Linked DNA regions of Aedes aegypti: region 1 is linked to region 2. A link is a contact called in public Hi-C data. All regions are on one chromosome and are shown on one strand. Each heading gives the region's core, a stretch centred on a gene start, on an enhancer-like site or on the middle of the called end of the contact. The rest is flanking DNA. Distances are from core to core; before and after follow the strand shown.

Region 1 (5,969 bases), core at 1,552-4,051, 53 kb before region 2:
CAATAGACATATTTGGTGAGGTTCGTTTTCTGCTATAACTTATGAGGTTACATTTTTTATATTCAATTATATTTTGCAGCACCACGTGTAGAAAATTTGAATCTCATTCTTAAAAACATTATGATCGTCATCATTCTTTATTTCTAAAAATTTCTTCATGTCGTCAGCATATATAAGGACCCTCAGTTTGTTTAGAATATAAGAAACGTCATTAACATATAAAATAAAAAGAAGAGGGCCTAAGTGTGAGCCTTGAGGTACTCCAGATGTAACATGTATTGGATTTGATCTTTTCCCATTGAATTTTACTATTTGCTGACGGTCGTTCAAATAGGACTTGATCCCCGTAAGGAGATTCATTTCGATTCCCATTTTTTCAAGCTTGAAAGTCAACATTGGAATGTCCAGTTTATCAAATGTTTTACTAAAGTCAGTGTAAAGAGCTTCTACGAAGTAACCTTTATCCATTGCACTCAGTGAGTAACTTACAAATTCCAGAAGGTTTGTTTGTTATACGAGTTTTTATTTGGGCAAACATATTTTTGATTACAATTGACTCGAAAAGTTTTGGAATACATGACATAATAGCAATACCGCGATAATTTCGAATGTCCGATTTCTTACCTGATTTATATATTGGTATGAGGAATGATTTTTTCCATACCTTTGGAAGTTGGCCAGTTTGAAGAGACATATTGAATAACCAAAATAATGGAGTTGTGAGTTCAGTTGCTAAGTTTTTTATGAATCCAGGTGGAATTTCATCTGGCCCTGATCCTTTAGTGGCGTCCAATTTTTTAAGACCAAACAAAATGTCCAGAACATTTATAAAATTAAAACGCCAACATCACTCGGAAAGTCAGCAAAATGTAAAAAGTAAGAATAATCTCGAACGTTTTCCGAAAATGTTGAATAATTTTCTTGAAAAAAAATTGCGAAAAGATTGCAAATATCTTCAGAATTATTTCCTACTTTTTCATCCAAAGTCATTGTTGCTGGAAAATTGCACAATTTAAGTTTAGTTTTAACGTAATTGAAAAAAATCTTTGGACATGACTTTATTTCATTTTCAGTTTTTATGTTGTACTCGGTAAGTGCTGTAGAAATGGCTAAATTGAGTTGGTCGCAAATAACCAAATATTTTTCTAAATCGTCTGGTTTTTTATATCTTCTGTAAACTTTGTGAGCTTTTTGTTTTCAATTTTTTAAATTTATGATTTGCTTGTTGAACCAAATTGGATTTTTTGAGTTGTGATTCCTTCGTCTCTTCTTAACAGGTACTTCCTCCCTAATGGTTTCAAACAATAAATTGTAAAAGATTTCTATTGCACATTCAATATTATTTTGATTTTTCAAAACAGATTGCCAATTTGCGTTATCTAATTTCAGTCTAATATTAGTATAATTGGCTCTACTATAATCGAAAATATTATCATACACATATTCGTGAGGAGTATGATAAATATGCATTAACATAGAATATTCTATTGCCGTGTGAATCGCTTCATTTTTCCATAATGGTGAAATTAACTCACTTACACAGAAATCTTCATGCATATTTGTCAATAAAAAATCTAGGAAACAGTTTTGTTTATTTTTTACGTGATTTATTTGATTAAGACCTAAGGATGCAGTTTTGTCAAAAATAAGTTGCAAAGTTTCATTATCGCCAACAACAGGGAGTAGAATACTCTCGTTTTCAAAATCAGGAATGAAATCTGCATTACGTTGATTGAAATCGCCATAAATATGCATCTTGTTTTCGGGAGGAAGTTGATTTATGATTTTTTCTGCTATCAGGAAAAAACTCTCGTATGTTGACTTACAAGCCTGATCTGGGGGAAAGTAAACTGATACAAAAATATGAGTTTCATTACCAATATTTGATTTAACCCACACATGCTCAAATTCTTTAAAGTTAGGTGTAGCAATGATTTCAGAACTGAAATTTGATGATATTGCAACGACGACTCCTCCGCCCGATCTTCTTTGTGTCAAAAGTAAGTCACGATCATTGCGAAATACGTTGTAATTGCTACCAAAAATTTCTTCACTTTTCACATCATCATTCCAACTTGTTTCTGTTCCCAAAATGATTGAGTACGATGAACTTAATATATTTTTATGAATTTCATTAATTTTAAAAGCACTTTTCATGCGATTAAAGTTCTGACAATAGATTATAATTTCAGTTGGCTGTGTTTCAGAAGAAATTATTGGTAGTTCGTTATTTAAGTCTGTTAAACCATATGGTGAATTGTCATTATTATTTGTTACCAAGTGCTGATTAGCTTCACCGGGTTGCATTGAATTATTTTCTGCCTCTGAGGGGTCCGTCAATTCCGTAGAAAACACAAATAATAATCCCATATAATGGCAGATAAAGAAAACCGTTCATTCGATAACCATATGAACAGTAGTTGAAGGCAGCAAGGTTTTTTTTTTAATTTGGTCATAACGAATAGACCAGGAAAAAACGTATCATTTTCGAAGTGGATACGATATCTTCTATATACATAAAATAGAGTGGTGTTTGTATGTCACGAAATGGCTTGAGAATAAATCAATTAATTGTCGTAAGATTTTCAAAAAAAAACCTCCCGAATGATCGGGAAAATAGGAGAAGACTAATGTATCATTTTGTATGGGGGATTACATGACGTTTACAACAGCCTACTTGATGACAAAACGAAGTTTGCCGGGACCACGAGTTATTTTATAGAATGCAATTTGTTAGCATGGCTACACTGCGAAATATCAATGGCTCAGTAGTCCCTCTATATTTCACCATGCGGAGTTAAAGGAAAGATTCGTTTCCAATGCAACGAAACGCTTACCAGCCGAACAATGTTAGCAATATTCACGCTAATATAATTCTACTCATCAAGCTGTTTTACTTTTATATGTTTTTTTTTTCAATTTTCAAGCAAAAGTAAGTAGAGTCTCCCTTTTCTGTGCCCCTCCGTTTTCAAGCAACTGGAATTAAGGTGAAGGTGAATCGAAGCCAAAGTTCAAATTTTCAAGAGCACGGATCTGGAGAACCAAACACCCGATTGAGCTGAAAATCTAATCGATTGGTCATCACCAGCTAGTGACCAATCGATTAAGTTTTCAGCTTAAACGGATGATTGGTTCTCCAGATCCGTGCTCTTGAAAATTTGAACTTTGGCTTCGATTCATCTTCACCTTAAGTGGTTTTTTTCCTATATTTTTCGAAACTCTGTAATCTTATGTCTGTTTCCTATAATTTAGCTTATCAAAAACCTCTTCTACTGATAACAGATATACAATACAGTCAACTCTCCCTTACTCGATATTCGGTATCTCGATATCGAGTTAGAGAACCATAGTAAAGGTTGGTTTTCATGGTTATCTTGGTGATCTCTTAGATTTCTCCCTAACTCGATGGTCCCTTCAATATCGAGTTATGAAGAGTTCACTGTATATCACTTAGAACCCTTTACCCTGTTCGACTAACACGCTTCTCGTGCTATTACAAAGCGCTATGGATAGCAACTGATATAAACCGCATGCCTAGAGTGACTTAAAATTATGATAGAGCATTTAGTTCATAAAAATAAAAATCCATAGCAACTTGGATGTTCTAGAAGATAACCAAAGCAACCCATTTCTAGTATATAAAGTTATGGACATCGAGGGATAAAATCTCCTAAGCTTTAGATATTAGATATTATGATCCAGAGTGTAGGTATTGAAGATCTTGACTCTGCAGTAATTTTAATGACCAAGATTATCGAAAACAAACGAAAAGAGTTCTGGTTAGGTACCTGCTAAACGATGTACACAAAAATGATCAATTGGCAAAGAAAGCTCTCAGCTAATAACTGTGGAAGTGCTCATAACACTAAGATGAAAAGCAGGGTCTGTCCCAACAGGGACGTAATGCCAGAAAGAAGAAGAAGCTGTATACTGGTTGACTATATCAGATCAAAATGTTTATATATTCAGTTATTCAGAGTAGCATACTGGCTTAATTTTTTTTAAGAAATTGAATCCAATAATTAAAGCTCAAGCAACAGTTTCAAATAAAATAAGATGAATAAGTTTGTGTAACTGATGAATATCTGAAGAAACCTCCTTATTCATTGTAAAACGCATAAAGTCGACAAACCAAGCCAAAATCAGTTAGCATTTATTGATTTCACTGTATCTCCTTGGCCCTACTTTTTTGAGTTATTTCCTACGTAATGACACGTAGACACGAATTGTGCGGTTCTGCTAAATTCCTTGCAAAAATATGATGTGGTAGGTTGTGGCCCGTCTTGCAGCAAACAAAGAAATATCCTCGCGAGTATTTACCGAGAGGGCCCCCTAGAAGGCAGCTCCGTGAAAACCTGAAGCAAAGGAATGTGTGCGCAGACCGGGCGACATGCCATCATGTTATTATTATACGGTAGAAAATAAAACAAACTTTGTTCTTTGCCTAATAATACAGGGAGAAGTTTTATTCACCTCTTTCAAGGATATACTTAGGAAACACTGATTCGCCAAGGATGACTAATGATGGAAAAAATGTGCGTCGTAGGAATGTTTACGTGAGCAGGACAACGACCTTGAAAGTTGAAACAGATTTTGCTTTGTTAAGCAGGTGCAAAGTGTATAATTTGAAAGTAGGTATGTGAAATACACTGGATCCTACATCTATGTTAAATCTTCTGATGTAAAATACGTGATGTTACATAAATAGAAGAAGTTTACATTTGAGTCAACTCTCAGAAGAGTAACTAGAACAAATTCGTAGCCATAATTTCAAATTTAAAAAATCTGAGATTTTTGATTCCGATACATTTTAAAAACATAGCTTATACTATGCCACATGATGACCTGTACACCAAGTTGATCTTGGTAGACCTTCAACAGTCGTTGAACTCAAATAAGCCCGTATAGGTATCAACTTTGTTCTCAAACCTTCGAATCACTAGTTACACTTATAGATCTTAAGCCTTGTATTCAATGAAGCCATTGTATGACCTCAAACGCCCATTGAACTCAAAACATGCCAGAATACATTTACATGGACCTCTCAACCATTCCATGAAAAAAACGAACTAGTAGGTCACTGAATTCCGTGAAACTTTTCTATTTTATTCCTTATCCGAAATAAGGATACACGTGTTTTTTTTTATACTTTTTTGTGCATTTTTTGGTCACCCTAAAAAAATCGCAACTTTGCAAAATAAAATATTTTTTAAGAAATCATAACTTTTGAACCGCTTGACCGATTTTCAATTTTCTTGGACGAAATGAAAGCTAAAAATGATGAAGATTTTCAAGATAAATATGAAATTTCGCAAAAATTGGTTTTCTACGTGAAAAAAAAAATCCGTTTATTCGTGTTTTGAAGGCCATTGGACCAAAGGGGCTATTGTTGTACTCATTTTTTCTTGAAAGTTCAGAACATTTTTCGTTTACTGTCAAATTTTCAACGGTGTATGTTTTTAAGTTTTTGAGATATATTTTTTTTGAAAATAAAAAAATCAGTCAATTTTTATCGGCGCACACTGTAGGTCTCAGCGCATAAGATTTTTATTTTTTTTTAAAGTCATAACTCTTGAACAGCTTAACCGATTTCCAATCTTTTTTTTATATAATAAAAGCTTAAGATTTCAACTTTTCAGAAAAATTATAAAACTCTGAAAAAAAAAAATTTTTTTAAGAATTCATTGTGATTTTTTTTTATTCAGAGTTTTATATTTTTTCTGAAAAGTTGAAATCTTAAACTTTCATTCCATAAAAAAAGATTGGAAATCGGTTGAACTGTTCAAAAGTTATGTTTTTTTTAATAAAAAATCTAATGTGCTGTGACCTACAGTGTGTGCTGATATAAAATGACTGTTTTTTTATTTTTAAAATCATGTATCTCGAAAACTTAAAACATACACCGTTGAATATTTGACAGTAAACGTAAAGTTTTCTGAACTTTTAAGAAAAAATGAGAACAGCAATAG
Region 2 (6,487 bases), core at 1,593-4,092:
GCCGCAAGGTCCACAGGGGCCACACGGTGCACAGGGTCCACAAGGACCACAAGGGCCACATGGTCCACCAGAGTAGCAATCAACAGCGCACGGATTACAGCCACTTCCCACGGTCGTCACACGACACCGCTTCGGACAGACCGGATTGCTTTTGTTACCCATGGTCACATTGCGGAATCTTCGAGCGTACGTCGATGGACAACAGGTGGCTTCCGGTTTGGTAAGGCAGCATGGTTTTCCCTGCGAGAGAATTGACTGTGAGAACCGGAATTTCTTCAAATTTGAGGGAACCTACCTGACACTCAGAGCGTGGACAATCGTGTTGAAGACCGTTCCGTTTCAAACATTCGCAGTTGGCTATAAGCTGTCCTCCACGTAGCTCACGACTCTTGCAACCTCGAGCTGGCACCTAAGGAGAAAAGACGACAGTTAGATTTACCCAGGAAATTGGCAAACATGTGGGAGGAAAGGCAAGGTACAAGGGTGGAATGGTGTCATCGGAATAACCTTTAAAACTTACCACCATGTACGCCCACCTTTGTACACTTACCTTCACTCGCGTTGTTCCCCATGATGTTAGCACCTAGCATCGTCGAGGTTGACAAACAGGGTCGCACGGAGAGCAAGCAGGTGCCTTGGTGAAGCCAGTGCCTGTCGGAATGCAGCAATACTGTGGTGGAGGTGGAATTTGGACCGTTTGTGGTTTCGGTTGACACACCATAGTCGTGCAGATCTCTTTAGGCTCAACAATGGTCCGTGGAGTACAGACAATCTTCGGATCAGGGACGATGCGTTTGTAGTAGAGGATCTTCGGATCCGGGACGACTCGCTTCCGGTAGATGATGCAGGGCTCTACGTAACAGCGTGGCTGATAGATGATCTTCGGTTCAACGATAGTCTTCGTTCGTGGCACCACATGTTTGTCGACTACAGTTCGGCAGCAGTTGATCATTTTGCGCTGAGCTACTACTCGCGGTGGCTGTTGGACGGTTATGAATCGCGGGCCACATTGTGCCGGAGGGCATATAACTGGGCATTGCGGCATACAGTTCAGGTCATGTGCTGCGTATGTTTTTGGGACACACGGATCGCAGAGGCTCCCCGGAGCACACGGCGGAGGACAAGGACCCTTGGGTTTGGAAGAGGGGAGTAGGAGGAAGGTGGTTGATTGTGCGATGTTTCAAATGATGAAGCAGCGTCCCCCGTTCCCCGAACTCCTGTGCTGAGACGTACCTAGTAGATTCGTCTTCCGCGGCAGTACATTTCTTCGTAACGGATGTCCGGGATGTTTGGTTCCTTGCGGCGCAGATTCCAGCTGTGGTGTACCGTGTCGGTACTATCGAAGACGATCAATGGGCGCTTCCACCAGCACAGATAGGACGGGGAACGGGGCGACTGACAATGATAAAATGGTTATTTATATGTGTGAAAAACCAAAAAGTTACGCGTGTTCTGAACACTTGTAGTTGCTAATTTAACATGGTTTTACGATAAATAATCATCTTTTATAAACATCTGCAAGAATATCCGATATATTTTGTAAATTATTAAATACCAACCAACGAACAAACACAACATTGTCTATTGGTAACAATCACCTACTTCCGCAATTCAGAACTATGTTCTGAATCCAACCCGGAAAGCTGGTGCTACTTTTTGAATCACAGTTTTGAGCTTTAAGAGAGTTAATGTGATTAAACTAATCATTTTAAACTGACAAATCATTACTGATGGAAGCTATTCTAAAGTTTAGCTACCATTGTGTTAAATAACTGAAAATAATCAAAAATCCTAGTTCTTACATTGAACTGAAAAACGTTTAGGAAACGCGCAATATCTATGTTCACAAACGGTCGTATAGGTGGCGACAGAACTTCCGACTAACGATTTTACTGCCGAATCACAACCTCGTGCGATGGGTAAAATGTTGCCTCGGAATGTCACCCCCTTGCCAATGCGCCAAGTCATTCTCACACATTGAAAAGCGCAAAACGACATTGAGCCAAATACAAACACTATTTCAATCGCAATCGTAAAATAGTATTGATTTGTAATCCGTTTTCGAAAAATAACCAAACATTCCCTCTTCCCCCTGGCCAATGCCCTTCCGGACGGGTTTTAGTGTGGTGGTGTAATACGTTGCTGATTGATTTATGGGTGTTTCCGAAAGGGCTGCCAGGTTGGACGATTTCCTCAAAACTTCTGATCAAATCCGCGGGCCCATTCTAAAATCTATACGCGAATAGGTCAGTGATCCCACCCACATCAAAACGGAAACGGAATTAATAGTGATGGCGCAAACACAGATAACAGAAATGATAACGATGCTTGGTGCAACAGGAATGGGTACAGTGGTGGTCACATTTGTGACAGGAGGAACAGTGACATCTTACGCAAGGATAACAGGGATAGCAGGGATCGCACGGGGAGCAGCACGGGTCACACATTTTCACTCGTCGGAGAAGGTAGCTTCCGGTTCTGGAATAGTTCACACAGAAAGAAAATTGTAGAATATTCGGTCCGTCTTCGCGAAGGTTCTTTCATTGCTCGAAGCTCAAAAACTTACCAGATATATCGATTTTCCAGCTCCGGTGGCCTTCAAAATCTTCCTGTTTCAAGCTTCTATACCGCCGTGAAACCTTGAGGTATCCAATAAAACCTTCAGCCTTCCGCGCTTCAATTAAAACTGCTTCCACTGTATTTCACACTTGAATTTAGCTTCCCGATTCCGAATCTTGTAATATATTTCTCCAAATTATAGGTATTTTTTACACTTTTAATTTTTTTTTGCTACGATCTGATCGCTTCGAGCTCCGAACTGAGAATGATTTCCGGGAGCGATGAAAATTTCTTCCTGACCGAGCGAAACTGTTATTTCCGTCACCATGGGATACCACGTGGCGCGGAGCGCAACTGCTTGAAAGCGTGGAAGCGCGGTTTCAATTTTTGCGCGCGTCGGCCCTTCGCTGCCCGACTGCAAGCGTTGGCGGTAAGCGTTTGTATTGTCCGTCGTTCGATGTTTGCGTCGCGAAAAACAGATGGCGCGATGGGCAAGGTAAGCGTTAGTCTGATGGACTGTTAATAACACTAGAAAAGATTACTATTTAGAGATAAAGTTGGACTCTGAAATGGGCAAGGTTTTGTGTTTTCATTGATTTTCTCTTCAAACAAAACAGATCATTGATAGTTAACATGATATTTACATAGAACTTATTAAATGTTTGTTTTTATAACAATGAAAATTAAGCAAAACTTTAAAAGATTTTCAGATTAATGTTTAAGTTGCATCGATTAGATCTCTGAGTAGAAGTTATGAAGAGTGAAACAATAAGACATCCACGCCATGGGGTATACATTTAGGCGTGCTACAAGTTAAGGCTGGTTTGCTACTGACAAGAAAAGGAATCGCCTATCTCGATGCGTGGAAAATTTCTCCCAAGAAAAAAACTAGGAGCCCCGTGATTATAATAGTAACGCGGAGCCCCAGGATCAAAAAAATCTAAATGGATTATCGGCTATTTCTCAGCGACGGCTCAACCATTTTTCGAAATTCTTTCACGTAGGGTGCAGAGCTATTTGGGCACTTCCATTATTCACTTTGGCATGTGGGGTTTTTCTCTATCGAATTGCCTGAAGCTTTAATATAAGAAGCACTTTAGTATGACGCATATCGTGGCCAAATATGAGCTCTGTGGCTTTCAAAAAACCCTTTTGTCGAAGTGAATCAAAAGTGCCAATGATAGAATCAAATAAGAAGAAATGCTCCTAGAGGTGTTAAAATTTTCCCTGGAACAATTAAACCAATACAATTTTTTAACAAAAACTGAAAATGCATGATTCTTACCGCAAATGTTACATTCGAATAATCGTGAATAATAAGAAACATAACACATGTACCGTAAAACGGGGTAACTTTGATAATGCGGGTAACATTGATAGTGCGAGGCCCACAATATATTAAACGAAATAACGAAGTTTCTGTTAATTAGTTAAGCAAAACGAATGCAAAAGTAAAGCATATTAGTATGAAACTTCATGTCAAAGCTATTTTTGTTGGAATCAAGTGCATTTGAGGATTTTTATGCAAATATTGAAAATTTGTAAGATTTTAGCATTTTTGCAACGCTTACAAACAATCTGTTCTACGATCACTATTTGATGAAGTTATAATGAATTCGTCACTTATCCTTGACAGTCTAGTTATAGTAGAACAAGAATTCGGATTCAAATCTCTTAGCGAAATCCATTTTTACAAACTGGAACCATTTTTATAATCTAAGTCATAAATTTCCATTTATCGTTAAACGCCTAGAGGTATGCAACGCCCTACAAATGTTCCGTAATTCGTTCAATGTTGTTCGATTTATACCTCATTATCAAAGTTACCCCAAAACAGAAACCCGACTTTCGATTATATGAAAAATAATATATCCATTCAGAATAAACTTTTTGGCAATCTATCAAGTGCAATCGATAGCTACGATGTCAGTTTTTGTTTTAAAATTATAAATTGCAATTCTTTGAAGCAGCTTGTATATATATTGAAGTTTTCTTCGAAAAAACTATCAATGTTACCCCGTTTTACGGTATTTGAAAACAAATATTTCGAGCATCCCCTAACGAGGCAAATTTGTGTAGGTCGCTGAATTCGACTATAAAAACCCCTAGTGCTCTGCATATGCATGCTAGAGGTTGAGTACCTTCGATAAAGTGTGTTGGAATTAGTTGCACTGCATTTTGTTCCCTTTGGTTTTGATCTACATTACTTGTAACTGATCTAGATCAGTTTTATCTTCTATTATGAACGTCCTAGTTCAAAACATCCTAATGTGTCATGTTTTTCAATGATACATTTTTGAATTTTTCTCGATATATTTGCTTGTATAAGTGCAGTGAACATGCTTGAACAGGAGTATACATTTTTGATAACACTCAAAATAAATGTTACTGACAAGAGATAAAAACGCAATTTTTCTCAACTGTTTGTTAGGAACTGCAATTCATAGCAATGAGATGTAGTTTTATGACATTTATTTAATTGCAGTAGTGTTAAGGCTGGTTTGCTACTGACAAGAAAAGGAATCGCCTATCTCGATGCGTGGAAAATTTCTTCCGAGAAATGATCCAGAAAATCACATTTTTCTGATGGCAGTACGCAGTTGAGAAGGAATGTCATTTTAAAGGGGACTCTCTGTAGGAAATTTCTTGACCCATTCAGTCAAGGAATTCTTTACTTTCCTTGAACGAAGGAGCATACAGTTAGCTCTCCCTTACTCGATATTGAAGGGAACATCGAGTTAGGGAGGTATCGAGTTAAAGAACACAAAATCAGTGCAATTGCTATCCAAGGGACCATCGAGTTAGCCATGAAAACCAACTTTTACTATGGTTCTCTAACTCGATATTGAGATACCGAATATCGAGTAAGGGAGAGTTAACTGTACTTAGCTTTAATAAAATATCGAAATCACACTCTAAATTTAGTTTACTTTAAAAAACATCAAGACATCCTAGTTTCTAAACCTGTTTGCCCATAATTCAAAATTCAGAGGAATGACATGCATTTTATTTGCATAAACTGGATTAAACGTTTTCAGTGAACATGTTTGAGCAGAAATAGAAATTCTGGATTACACTCAAAATCTCTATTAGTGAAAAACCTACGAGAAAGCTTGAATTTCACCATGTAAAACAATGTTCAAAGGCATAACATGTAGGTTTACTGACATGAATTCTTTTGTAGAAATTTATTGAATATATTTTGGCAGGAATAGTAATTTTTGGTTACATTCAAAATTTATTTTACTAAAGTATTACGAATAAACTCAATTGTTTCAATTGAGTGCTTTTAAAACAAGTTTCAATGCGATGGCGTGTAGTTTTTCGAAATAAATTTGATTGTACAAAAAGAGTACCTATGTTTAACCAAGAAAGGGAACTACATTGAAAACTCCTTTGAATTCAAAAATTACTAAAACCTAGTACAAATCCTGTGAACTTTTTTAAGATTAAATAGATATGTTTTGATTATATCCAAATCTTCAACGACTGAAAACAAGTAAAAAAACTGCTATTTTTACTTGTAAATTTAAATTTTAAACGTTTATTCGAGAAAAAATCCAACTTTTAACTTCGTTAATGCATATATCCACTTGAGCAACGATTTTCATAATTCTTACAGTAATGAAACGCAAACTTTTAAGCTCTCAAAATAGACAGTTTATTCTGCTAAGTTGTAAAGTTATTGATATTGCGCTAAAGGCATTTCCTAGTTTTATCTGATACGCATTTTGGCACGAATTCAACAATGCAACGCCATTCCAAGCGATGAAATATGATATGTATTTGTTGATAGTTCTCTAACGGACATATTTGGAAGAACAAACACATTTTTGAATTGAACTCAAAATTCGCTGTACCTAAATTCAATATTTAACCCCCTCATACCCAACCCCGCCTTTAGATGGGATACACTTTGGAATTTTGT

Evidence for each region. Hi-C and Micro-C count contacts between places; a contact is called where the count stands out from the background.
Region 1: a contact with region 2 is called in a Hi-C map of whole pupa, with 4 times the contacts expected there. The contact joins the enhancer-like site here to the promoter of LOC5563930 in region 2. A contact is called at or near these places in 2 of 2 Hi-C or Micro-C datasets (whole body and whole pupa).

What each region holds. Positions count from the first base shown.
Region 1 is chr3:287,456,208-287,462,176 of AaegL5.0, reverse strand. All of the region lies in intron 1 of LOC5563928, which reads left to right. Among protein-coding and RNA genes, the nearest start is that of LOC5563925, 12 kb to the left of the region's middle. Within about 2 kb of position 2,801, at least 3 of the 3 cell types and tissues checked have open chromatin away from gene starts, as enhancers often do.
Region 2 is chr3:287,403,063-287,409,549 of AaegL5.0, reverse strand. LOC5563930 (keratin-associated protein 5-5) reads right to left here and starts at 2,842. Exons shown (of 5, transcript XM_021849423.1): 1 at 2,567-2,842; 2 at 2,394-2,478; 3 at 296-409; 4 at 1-240. The coding sequence starts at 2,447.